2 separate regions of the Zea mays genome follow, and region 2 is linked to region 1. A link is a contact called in public Hi-C data. All regions are on one chromosome and are shown on one strand. The core of a region is the stretch at or near the end of the contact, and the rest is flanking DNA. Distances in the headings are between cores, read along the strand shown. Region 1 holds the start of LOC100280116. Region 2 has its middle 32 kb from the start of LOC100381600.

Evidence for each region. Hi-C and Micro-C count contacts between places; a contact is called where the count stands out from the background.
Region 2: a Hi-C map of tassel shows a contact between it and region 1, with 4 times the contacts expected there. The contact joins the enhancer-like site here to the promoter of LOC100280116 in region 1. A contact is called at or near these places in 3 of 25 Hi-C or Micro-C datasets (ear, leaf and tassel).

Annotation. Positions count from the first base shown.
Region 1 is chr4:185,723,868-185,726,935 of Zm-B73-REFERENCE-NAM-5.0, forward strand. LOC100280116 reads right to left here and starts at 1,631. Exons shown (of 3, transcript NM_001153052.1): 1 at 1,220-1,631. The coding sequence starts at 1,589.
Region 2 is chr4:185,797,818-185,800,885 of Zm-B73-REFERENCE-NAM-5.0, forward strand. No RefSeq gene overlaps it. Among protein-coding and RNA genes, the nearest start is that of LOC100381600, 32 kb to the right of the region's middle. Within about 2 kb of position 1,549, at least 12 of the 20 cell types and tissues checked have an H3K27ac peak or open chromatin away from gene starts, as enhancers often do. A contact at or near this core is called in ear and tassel, where this site is marked.

The sequences.
Region 1 (3,068 bases), core at 381-2,880:
AACCAATAATTATTGCATCTTTTGTTAAGTTCTGTTTCCTCGAGAGTTATCCATAGTGGATGCTTTTTCTTTAGTGTTTTATTAGTAGCTTGGTTGGTTCTCTTCTGAGACATTCATGTCTAGCAGTAGTGGCTTCTGATATTTGCTTGAGAGCTGATGTATCCAGCAGAGTTGATTACGGTGTTTTGTAAAACTTTATATGCTTTATTATGAGCAGAGTCTTCCTTTCTCTAAAAACAAAACAAATAGAAGTATAGGACCAATAAATACTACTTTAGCTCCAGAGACACCGCCAGCACAATTATAGAGTATAGACTACACATTTATATTTTCAAACTAAAACAAACTCTAGAAGTGTACCACCTGATTGTACAAAGATTTATGCCATGCAATTGAAAACAGATGAACACAAAACTGATGCTATAGCCAGTGTTCTTAAGGCGCCTAGGCGAGCAAGTGCACCAGACAACCGCCTTAGCGCCTAGGCGACCCCTAGGCGGGTAAGGCGAGCAAGGCGGCCAGTTTTTCCCGAGCGCCTGGACGCCTGGGCGTCACCTAGCGCGACAAGGCGACGCCTTAAGAACACTGGCTATAGAAAATTAGCAATGCAATTGTATGATCAAATATCTCCAACAGCAGAGCTTCATGGTGGCCGAGATAGATCGTTGCCTTTTCATTCAGACTTGAAAAACAGTGACGTATTCACATTCCAGCTCACAGATACTAGCTAAAAGGGTAGCTGTATCACTCTACGTGCAAAGGAAATACACAGTACATCAAATTTGCCTATTCCTAATTCTTGGTCAAGTTTCACCATCAAATATCTTGGGAACTCGGAACTGAAATTGCATCCAGACTCTGTTAAATGCATCTTAAAACGCTACATGTACTGCTATAAAATCTACGTCAATTCTCTAACAATGCAAGACCTGCAACTACATTGGTAGCAATCTAATCGACCTCCATTCCTCTACCGAGAGATTTTGATATTTGCCATCAGCAAGAAACAGGTTTGTAAAATTGCCATCAGGCCCACATTTCATAGACCCAGCTGGACCCACAATTCATAGACACAGTGGTAATTATAACAGGAAGACAACATTGTGAGTGGCAAAAATACAATTATCTCTTCCTCTACCATTACCAAAATAAACAGGAGAGGATAAAAAAACATTAGTCTCCAGTTTCCACAAAAAAATGAGTATTTAAATCTACTTACCTGGAGGCGGCTGTTTGCTCCCCTCTTTCCCACGGCGATCGAGTACACCGAGGGCCTCCGTCCCTTCCTCTGGCTCGGCAACCCTGTGCCTCAAAAAATCTGGTGGTCCCGAGACATCAGCGAAGGCCTCCAGCGCGGAGGGCAGCAAGGAGCCCCCGTCGCTGCCGCCGGCATCTCCCCCCTTAGGGTTTGGTCGGCGGCGGAGCTTGGGGGGCGGCTTTGGAGGAGCGGACTCCTCGTCTTCGTCCGATCCGGCTTCCTCGGCTGACGAATCACCAGACTCGCTCAGCTCGGTGCCAGCGCCGGCGCCGGCGGCGGGATCGTCGTCGTCCTCAGCGGAGGAGTAGCCCTGGAGAAGCGTTAAGCTCATTGTCTGGTTATTTTTTGGTTCTTTCCGTTCGGCTCAACTGCCTGCAAATCTAGTATAGCAATTTCATGCCGTATAATAGAGGGGTGTTTACGGGCTTAACTTTCAGCATTATCGGGCCCATACGTGGGCTGTATGGGCTTACTATTCGGATGGGTGAAAATATATGGGCTTACTATTGCAAAACATCTAGAATCTCCAGAGTCCAGACTGAAAGAAAAGGAAAAGAAAGTCTATTCTACGTCCCAAGTATCACTATGCTTGTTTTTATTTTTAAATTTTAAAATCAGACATCTCACGCTATAAATTATTTAAATAATTATTTACCCTGTTTTTTATAGTTTGGAGTGGTACTGAAGTTAGGTAAATATTTGATAAGGTTTTTAAACCCAAAAATGTCTATATATTTTTAACATTTTCCGATGAAAATCTAAATCTAGAAAAATAGAATTTTTAAAAAGGTAAGCTATGTTTTATGGTCTAAAAACATCATCAAGTATTTTCTGTTTTTTAAATAAAAAGACAAACTTACCTTTAAAACCATTTCAAACCAAGGTAAGAAGATAGTTTAAATGTGGTTATGAGAATTTAGAGGGTATAGAAACTCCAACAACATCCTCTCTCTCTCTCTCTCTCTATCTCTCATATATATATATATATATATATATATATATATATATATAGCTCTAGATTTTTGTATATATTTATTTATCATACACTCAAATATAAATAAATAGAGGAGAGGATATATAGTTTCTATATAGAGGATGAAGGAGTGTTCTCCGTATTTGGAGGACATTTTAGAGTACACTGCTGGTGTGTATAGAGGAGAAAAATCTTCTCTAAATACAAGGTAGGAAATTATTTAGAGGAGTTGTTGAAGACAACCTAAGATGTTTGATTTTGGATCAAGTTCATTGAAAGAGAAACATCAAACTACTACGATTGTTCATGCATGTAGGATCAAACGACTTGTTGCTGCAAAAGCAACCACACCTAAACAAGGAGGAATGTCAATAAACTATCTAGCTAAAGCAAAGAAAATCCTCAAAGAGATGCTTCTCCGAAGTCCAACCAGAAGAGTTGGAAAGAAAAAAAACAAATGCATTTCCAAACGACCGACCACGTTCTTAGGTCTACTGGTGGGTAGCGCACACGTGCGCCATTTCCCATGTGCCCGATCTTCCTTTTTGCCAACCTGACACACTTCATCATCAATGAGTCGTCGATCATGGCTGGTTAGCAGAATCCAGTAGCTAAACTTTCCCCACATTTTCCATGCACACAGTTCCCAACCGTATAGCGATCGAGCTCCAAACGACGACCCGGCCGTCACCTACGATTAGGTGTTTTTGTAGGCATTTCCTAGGCAGCGCCAGGTCGGGCAGTAGTTGTAGTTGACCCCGCCCGCCGTCGCGAGTGCGCTACCGATCGGCGCCCAAGGGTTGGTGTCGAGCACAGTCAGCACCTCGCGATGCTCCG
Region 2 (3,068 bases), core at 299-2,798, 74 kb after region 1:
TCTGAGGCTCATCTGAATGGGTGGTACATTAAATGACAGCTCCCTAGGATTTTTTGCTGATATGACATCAAATTAATAAGAAGATATAGACAGGCTGTATCTTCGCGTGGCGATGTACTTAATGGGCACTAAAACCAATTCAAATCATCCACAACGTAACTGTGCTATCCATGTCATGTGGCCCACACGGCCTGAAGCCATAATAAGGCTATTCACAATGGAGATTTCACGTCACTGTTTCCAAAAATACCACATCAGATTTATGGATGAATGAAATACCCTCTCTCAATAGAGAGTTTCATCTCACTATTTCATATGTCAACATACTTCTTAAATGTTGCATATAAATAACCAATAGGATTTACTTAATTATATGAAGATGAAACAAAACACTCTCAGTGGAGGTTTCACACAGTTTCCAAGATCTTGGAAACGAGTTAACATAGTTTCATCCTCATGAAACTCCATGAAACTCTTTCTTCTTAAATGATGTGACATGTCATCAAAATAGCTGATGTGGCAGGCTAATTAATACATGAAACACCCCATGAAACCTCCATTGTGAATAGTCTAATCAAACACATTTATGATTTATTCCTTCACTCTTAAAAAAACTTGACCATCGACATTAGCTCAACGCGAAACTCATTTCATTCATAAAATGTTTACTGTCTCTATGTTTATCTAAACTATGGTATATCATTTTTTTTAATGAAACTTCCATTCAAACTGTCCTAATTTTACTAATTACGTGAGAGCACAGGTGATTACCCAACTAGCGACTCCCTTTCAATTAGTCCGAGCATGGATGCAAGCACGTGTAGACCACTGTAACTTAAAGTCCTTGTCACTGCGAATTTGGATGCCGCTTTATTGTTAACTAAACGAATATACATGTGTGTTAGAAGAACTGAGACACACATCATTTATCCCGGCAGAGGAGCGCCGAGCGCGCGACACATGGTCGTCTCGCGCTGGACGGGTCCCCCTCCACCATCCCTAGGGGTAGGCTCGAGTGCCCACAATTAGGTTCGTTTGGTTCAGCTTTCTGATCAATCAGCATTACTTAAAAAATATATGAAATCTCGACAAGTTGTTGTTTGGTTCACACATTTATAACATTAACAATAACTGATAACATTAAATCATGTTTGTCTATTAAAACTTGCTACCGCTGGCAATCGAGTGTCAATCATTGCTGTTGCTACTTATGTTACATTTCATAAACCAAACGGCACCCAAATAATAGATACAACAGCACAATAGATTCCTGAAAATATACACATTCCTCTAGTTAAATTCAGAATCACACCCTATGACCCTACCCTGAATTTTTTTTTTTCATGTCTGTATAAAAGTCGTTTACAGTTGAATGCTGGCAAGCAACAGAGCGACATATTGTCGTAGTAGGTAGCATTTGTAGCAAAGAAGCAGCACAGCGGATTTGGATTTCGGAAGGCGGCATTGCACGCATGGGACGGCCGGAACGGGCTCTAGTGGATAAAGCTAGCCAGATCTGGCGCCGGTAATTTGACATGACTAGTAAGCTATACATTCGTCACACCTGACCTTGCTAGTAGCTAGAGATAGCCAGTCGGGCAGGGCTAGATTAGGCCCATGATTGGCACGCAATATTAGATCTCTAGTATCTCTCGATCGGCAGTCGCGCTGCTGCCTGCCCTCGCACTGGCAGTCGCCGTGCGTCGTGTTCCAATTCCGATCACATCCTTGGACCGTGCTAGCGTGCAGTGGCTCACCATCGGCATGCATCGCAGTCGCAGCTCGGGCTCGGCACCAATAATAATGTCTCGATCCGGGACGTAGCCTGCCGTTGCGGACCAGGAACAAACACCCGGCCGGGCTTAAGGCACCAATCATCAGCTAGTAAAAGGGGACGGACACCTGTCAAAAATGTCAAACCCCCCTTTTTTATATCTCTGAACACCTGCCGCTGCTCCATCCATTCTAGTGCGCCGGGGCGACCGGAGGAGAGAGAGAGAGAGGTGGTGCTGCACGCACGTCCAGCACGAATGGAAGGGAGAGAAAAAAAAAGGCATCGCATCTTTCAGTGGATTCCACCTCCTTCCTCGCCGGACGCCGGCCCTCCCGTCAGATTCCTTTACACATAATTTGCGCCTCGGCCGCCACTCCCACCACACGCCTTTTCCCCCCTCTTCCATGGCCCACGGATCGATCTATACGACCTAAAAGCTACATGTAGTGACTACTACACATTAGTAGCAGCGCAGCAGCAGTGTGGCGCCGGCGCCCCTGGAAACGCTCGATCATGCATCTCCCACAAGTCACCGCTCTCTCTTTTGCTGCCTGTCTCTGAATCTATATGTATATATCTGCTTGTGCTGTTGCTCCTCTGACCTTCCATTCTCCCGCGGAGATTGTTGCTCACTGACATGCATGCACACCCCTACAAGTATCTTGATTCTTGAATGGACGGACCGCGTGCCTCTGGAAACGTGAACAACTCTGACCGGATTAACCAACCAACTCAGCTGGTTACTAGCTAATAGTACAGGATTATGATATATATATGCCTGCGTGCGTACCACATTGAGGCGCGTAAATAAAATGGACGACTACTAGTTTTATGATGCTCGCGAGTTGCGACGATACGTTCTATAGCAGCTAGATCTCTCCTCCTGCTGGTGGACGGGTAGCGGATTGGCTAGACGATAGATCTCTCCTCTCCGATCCACCTGGGAGCCATGTGCGTGGGCCGTGGGGGGTCGGCTGCCTCCGCTCGCATCGCGCGCGTCGCCGGTGTGTCCCTCGGTTCAAGGGCAGGCAGGCAGGCAGCTTTCTCGTCCGTCTCCAAGGCAAGGCCTTTGGTGCTAGAGCAGCCTGGATCCATCTGTATAAACTAGCGATTCCTCCCTGCACCCTAGATATAATGGTTGCACCACCGCCTATTCTTCACCACCCTTTGTTTATTCGCCGCTTGAGTTGTGCGGATCTCGATGCCAGATTATACACATATTACAGGGAAACACAGTAGTGTTGACGTAAGAAACAGTGATAGTCCACCTGCGCGCTGGATCGCACGGGTCACA